Regions from separate parts of the Danio rerio genome. Here region 2 is linked to region 1. The links are chromatin contacts, called in public Micro-C maps. All regions are on one chromosome and are shown on one strand. Each heading gives the region's core, a stretch centred on a gene start, on an enhancer-like site or on the middle of the called end of the contact. The rest is flanking DNA. Distances are from core to core; before and after follow the strand shown. Region 1 overlaps prdm16 (PR domain containing 16). Region 2 overlaps prdm16 (PR domain containing 16).

Region 1 (3,031 bases), core at 303-2,802:
GTAATGCAGAACATTTTGGTGGTTTTAAAACCGCGGTATGCCTTGAACACGGTTATTGTCCCATGCCTAGTCTGTACTTAGTCTAAAATGTCTAAAATTTCAGTTAATTTGATACATAATAAGACTTACCAGTGGATGTTTAGCTTTTTCTGAGAAGAAGTTTGTAAAAAAAAATAAAAATAGAAAAAAAGCCTGCAGATTAATGTGTTATGATAGCCAGTTTAGTAACTAAAACCTTAAAAAATTAAATAAATAACTTTTTGCAAATCCAATTACACCCACTTGTTTGGTAAACATAGCATATATATATATATAAAAAAAACTTAAAATATTTATTTACAACCTGTATTGTAATTAAATCAAATAAACCCTTGCATAATGTTCAATATTATTATTGAAACTGTTAAATAAACTGAATAAAAACTTGGTGGAAATTTAGCAGATTCTGTGTGCACCTACAAATAACTCATTTCAAAAGTTCACACTTAGCTGATGATTAGTATTAAAGCATGTTTGGCATGCCGACCCGGGAAAGAGCACTGAGCTCAAAAGATCCTCGAGCCCGGAGCACCCTCCAGATAGAAGGGTGAGAGGGGAGTTTAGGCTTGGGTAGATCTGAAGAACTCCCCCTCTTTTAAATGGCGAATTATGAATATCTGTGCAAATATGCTGCTGACTCATCTATAGGGCCAATTTGGTTTGGTCGGTTCACCTAGGTCCCATGTCTTTGGACTGTGGGAGAAAACCAGGGAACCCCTATGCGAGCACAGGGAGAACATGTAAACTCAGGACAGAAACGTCGGATGGGCTGGTAAGGATTTGAGCCAGTGACGTTCTTGCTGTGAGGCAACAGTGCTAACCACTGGGCCGCCGGGCCGCCCTGTCTAGAAAAGGAGGAGGAGTAGGGGTGGAAGGGGGGGGTTCTTTAAAATGAAGATACTGAGGTAAAAATTTCTGGTTATTTATGGTGAGTTAGAAATTGACTGATTGGTGGATCGTGTATATCTGTTGCTAATGTTGCAGCCATGTTCAATCATAAGCACGTGCCCTCTCGAAATCAGTTTATAAATAAACCACACTTAAATCACCGTGAAGGACCGCGCTCGGAATTACACATTGTTCTCTAAGGTAATGTCAAGCATTCTACAAATGCCTGTATGTTTCCAACATTTCATTAAAACAGGTTGCTGTGTCGTACCACAGTAAGAGGAGAGCCGAAGAACTCAATTAGATGCTGGCTATTCCTGGCAAGCTCGCCAAGGCCTGTTGAGCCCTAAAGTTGTAGTTTTGACATGGTCTGAGTCCCTCATCCTGCAGATAGACAGCATTTTTCATCCTGTCCCGCAGTTATCTCCCTCTCAGAATTACCCTCCTAATATATCCCCTTTCATCGGCCAGCAGAGAGGTCCAACAGAGAGAGAAGAGAGAAGGAGGGGGTCTCTGTTTTGTCTCATGGATAAAAAGGTGGGTTTCTGGCAGCAGTTGAGGCCACACTCAAGCTCAGAGGGACACAATGTCCCCTCTGTCTCTCATAGAAAGGAGCTCCTGACAGGAATCAGCTTTCAATTAGCTCTCAACCCCCCACCCCAGCTATTCTAACCTCTCTCTCACCGGAGGCCTGGCCTGTGGCCCCTGCAGCTTAGCCAGGCAGCCCGAGCTGCAGATCTGGGGCGAGATTATAGGCAACCTTGTGACAACCAAATTGTACCTTATTTATAGGTAATGGCGTCTCCAGCCACCTCACGCCTGATCTGACACCTCTCGTCACCATGGAGAAGCACAAAGATGGAGTGCTCTGTGTTAGCATATGAAATCGCCACAATTACTGTCGGCCAAGTAGATGGGTGGCGGACACCATTTCCCGCCTGCTTTAACCTGTGATTACAATCGGAGAGCTTCGGATAAGTTCAAGATGTCAGCGAAAGTATTTTTTTATTGTCTAGTTTAGTGTCATGCTTGCAGGAGATTTTCAGATCCCACATTTAAGAAATAGTAAACCCCAAGATGTCTATAAAGAAATCTCGAGTGTTCCTTCAAACCCAATTGAATTGGTCTAACTTCCTTTTTAATGTCATCTTGCATTGATGGGAACCAAGATACAGGATGCTTATTTTTCCGGTTGGATGGGGGGCGTTTTGGAAACGACTCTATTCTCAGGCTGTTTCTCAGTCACAGACACTGGCTATGTGGGGATGGATGAGAATGTACTGGCCAGAACAACAGGCATTGTGTGAGGCTGAGACGGCCGAAGGAGCAGGTGTTGTCCATTGGGACGGGGCTTTGGCATCAGAATAGATTCAGGATATGAATATGGGGATATTGTGCCCTCTTGAGCACCTGCAGACCCCCCGGACAAAAGGCCATGTAGAAGGGAAAAAAAAGGAAAAGGAAAGGCAATCCCACTCCGGTGGATGCATTCCAGCCTACATCCTCTCCTTAAAAAGTGGACAGCCCTTCTATTTCTTAACTGAATCCACCCCCTCCTTCAATGTAGTTATCTCTGCGGTCGTTCCATCTTTCTCACACAACTGTTCTCTTCAGCAAAGTTAATTTAATAACAGATTCCTTGAAAGAGGGTGTTGTGTTTATAATAAGATATAGAAACAAAGTCAGCCTATCGTGATTTATATTCGACGCTTATTGAAGTGTTCAAAACAACTGATTAATATGAAAGTTACGTTATAGAGTCAGGGAGGCACCTCTTGACTTTGGCTGAGGGGCCAGAGAGAGAAGCTTGGGGCCTCTTTAAAAGCTCTGTGTTTCCCCACTACTTTCCCTGCCCGTGATCCCTATCACTAGGGTGACGATGTAAGAGTCCTGCAGACAGAACGAGATTGAATTCTGAGCCAGCCAAGACGACTGATATCTGACCACCCACCCAGCTCGTGGCTCTGTCCTGTGTCCCATTCCAGAACCTCATACCCATCAAAATTCCCCCCCAAAAAAGACACAGTTACCTTGCCTTGCTATCTGAAGTAGTACTATACATTTGCTTATATTTATCATGATTTTCTTGCAAGCAAAGCTGTGG
Region 2 (3,031 bases), core at 315-2,814, 36 kb after region 1:
ATAATATTAATAATAATAATAATAATAATTATTATTATTATGATTATTATTATTATTATTATTATTATTATTATTATTATTATTATTATTATTAATATTATTAAAATCATGTAATACAATTATTTATATATTATAAATAACACCACCACTAATAATAATAATAATAATAATAATAATAATAATAATAATAATAATAATAAAATCATTATTATTATTATTTTATTATTATTATTATTATTATTATTGTTGTTAGTGGTGGTTTTATTTATAATATATAAATAATTTTATTACATGATTTTAATATTTAAAATAATTTTTTGTATTATTATTATCAAAATCATATATATATATATATATATATATATATATATATATATATATATATATATATATATATATATATATATATATATATATAAATCATATGTATTATATATTAAATAACACCACCACTAAATTATTATTATTATTATTATTATTATAAATTTTATAGTACATCAAATTGGTGGTAAAATTTATTAAATAATAATGATTGTATTATATGATTTTAATATTTATAATAATAATAATAATAATAACAATAATAATAATAATATTTAAAATATAATACTAATCGTAAAATTAAATTAATTAAAATTATTGTTATTACTTTAAATAATAAAATTATATTATATAAACATAATGGTAACACTTTACAATAAGGTTCATTAGTTAATGCATTTACTAACATGAACTAATCATGAACAACACATGTACAGCATTTATTAATCATAATTGAACATTTACTAATGCATTATTAACATCCAAGTCCATGCTTGTTAACGTTAGTTAATGCACCATGAGTTAACATGAACTAACAATGAACTACTGTATTTACATTAACTAACGTTAACTAACATGAACAAATACAGTAGTAAATGTATTGTTCATTGTTTGTTCATGTTAGTAAATGCATTAATTAACATTAACTAATGAACCTTATTGTAAAGTGTGACCAACATAATTATAACAATAATTGTTTTTATTTTTATCTTATTATTATTATTATTAATAACAATATCTTCAACGTCCAAAAAATGAGTGTACAATTCGTTTCAGTTCGGTACAGTTTTGTCATAAAACCATAGATATAACATTAATGTGCAATAATGCATTATAAAGCATTCATAATACACATGAAAGCATTCTTCCCTATTATTGATGATGCTGTTTAATACAAAAAGCCATCCATCACAATACCAGCGCCAAATGTAATGCTTTCGGCAATTCAGAAGATCCTTCAGTATTTATAGGCTTCACTTGAAGTCTTTCTTTCTATAAATGGCATAACAAGATACTTCCACCATGTAATAACAGGTGTTCTGAATGTCCCCGCGAGAAAATCAAGTGTCACTTTACTGCGGTGTGCTGCGGAAGGAATATGACTCATGACATAAAGAGATTAATATTTCTTCTCCAACTCCAGCCCCTCTGCCCCCCATTCTCCATCCCACACACCCATTGATTACCCAGCCTTGCTCTCCCGCTGTCTCTAATGGGCCTGAGAGCCCGATCATGTGACTGTTGCATCTCCGCGTGGAGGATTGGTTTGTCTGAAAGCGCCCGGGTCCTCGCAATCATCCTAATGCACAAGCGTCGGCCATTACTGTCAGGCCCGTTACCGTGGCGTCCATACATTACGCCGCCCCCACCCGTCCAGCCCAATCCAAGAGTGGAATTAATGCACGTCCTGGGGCTTGACTGGTGTGTTCTCCATACTGTGTTAAACAATGAGCAAATGGCTCAGCTCCTTTATTAGACGTGTGGCTTAATTAAAAGGCCTGTCAGATATATCGGCCCCCTCAGCGGCCAAGTCTCTTTGAGAATCCATCATAGGGTCGGGGGGGGTGGCGAGTCTTTTGTGAGGGTGAAGGTTGAGGCCAGAGGGCCTGGAGGTTAAGGCCAACGGTAGCCGTAAACATTTCTCAAGATCAGGGCATCTACAGTGATATACTGCGCGGGAACTGTACGGGGAGGATCTGAGCTTCTGCTGGCGGAAAACCAGAGCGGAAAAGGTGCTAAAACCAGCGCTTAGGGTGAATCAAGCTGGAGGTACGAGGCTCAAGCTCAATAGCTTTATTGTCTGAGGATTGACGGTGTGCCAGCAAGCTGAGAAATATTAAATGTTCGCCTTTATACAATGGTGTAAAGTCTCCTCTGGTCTTTATAAAGCTGTGTTTTACTATTACGCGCAGCACCGCCGGGCCTGTATGTCAGGAGAGGGCGGGTGAACCGGTGGCATAGTGAGAAAGCAGTTTCCAGCGCTTCTGTGCTTTCTGTTATACCGCTGCCACTCAACAGATCAATTACTGTAGAAGTTGTGTTACCATGGCAACAAAAGAATCAACAGATCAATTACTTTAGTTGTTGTGTTACCATCACAACTGTAGAATCACCACAACTGGTTGTTGTTACTGTAGCAACAAAATGATCACTACAACAGATCAATTACTGTAGTTTTTGTGTTACTGTAGCAATAACAGAATCACTACAACAGAACAATTATTATAGTTGTGTTATCATAGCATCAATAGAATCACCACAACAGATTTTTATAGTTTTTGTGTTACCATATCAACAATAGAATTACTACAAAATATCAATTACTAGTTGTTGTGTTACCATAGCAACATAAAAATACTACAACAGATCAGTTACTATAGTTGTTGTGTTACCATAGCAACAATAAAAATACTACAACAGATCAATTACTATAGTTGTTGTGTTACCATAGCAACAATAAAAATACTACAACAGATCAATTACTATAGTTGTTGTGTTACCATATCAACAATAGAATTACTACAACATATCAATTACTAGTTGTTGTGTTACCATAGCAACAATAAAAATACTACAACAGATCAATAACTATAGTTTTTGTGTTACCATAGCAACAATAAAAATACTACAACAGATCAATTACTATAGTTGTTGTGTTACCATAGCAACAATAAAAATACTACAACAGATCAATAACTATAGTTGTTGT

What was found. A called contact is a pair of places that touch in the nucleus more often than the background predicts.
Region 2: a contact with region 1 is called in a Micro-C map of caudal fin, with 2.2 times the contacts expected there. The contact joins two enhancer-like sites. A contact is called at or near these places in 5 of 18 Hi-C or Micro-C datasets (caudal fin, embryo, hematopoietic stem cells and 2 more).

What each region holds. Positions count from the first base shown.
Region 1 is chr8:58,148,264-58,151,294 of GRCz12tu, forward strand. All of the region lies in intron 3 of prdm16 (PR domain containing 16), which reads left to right. Among named protein-coding and RNA genes, the nearest start is that of nppal, 210 kb to the right of the region's middle. Within about 2 kb of position 1,553, at least 18 of the 62 cell types and tissues checked have an H3K27ac peak or open chromatin away from gene starts, as enhancers often do.
Region 2 is chr8:58,184,082-58,187,112 of GRCz12tu, forward strand. All of the region lies in intron 3 of prdm16 (PR domain containing 16), which reads left to right. Among named protein-coding and RNA genes, the nearest start is that of nppal, 180 kb to the right of the region's middle. Within about 2 kb of position 1,565, at least 7 of the 62 cell types and tissues checked have an H3K27ac peak or open chromatin away from gene starts, as enhancers often do.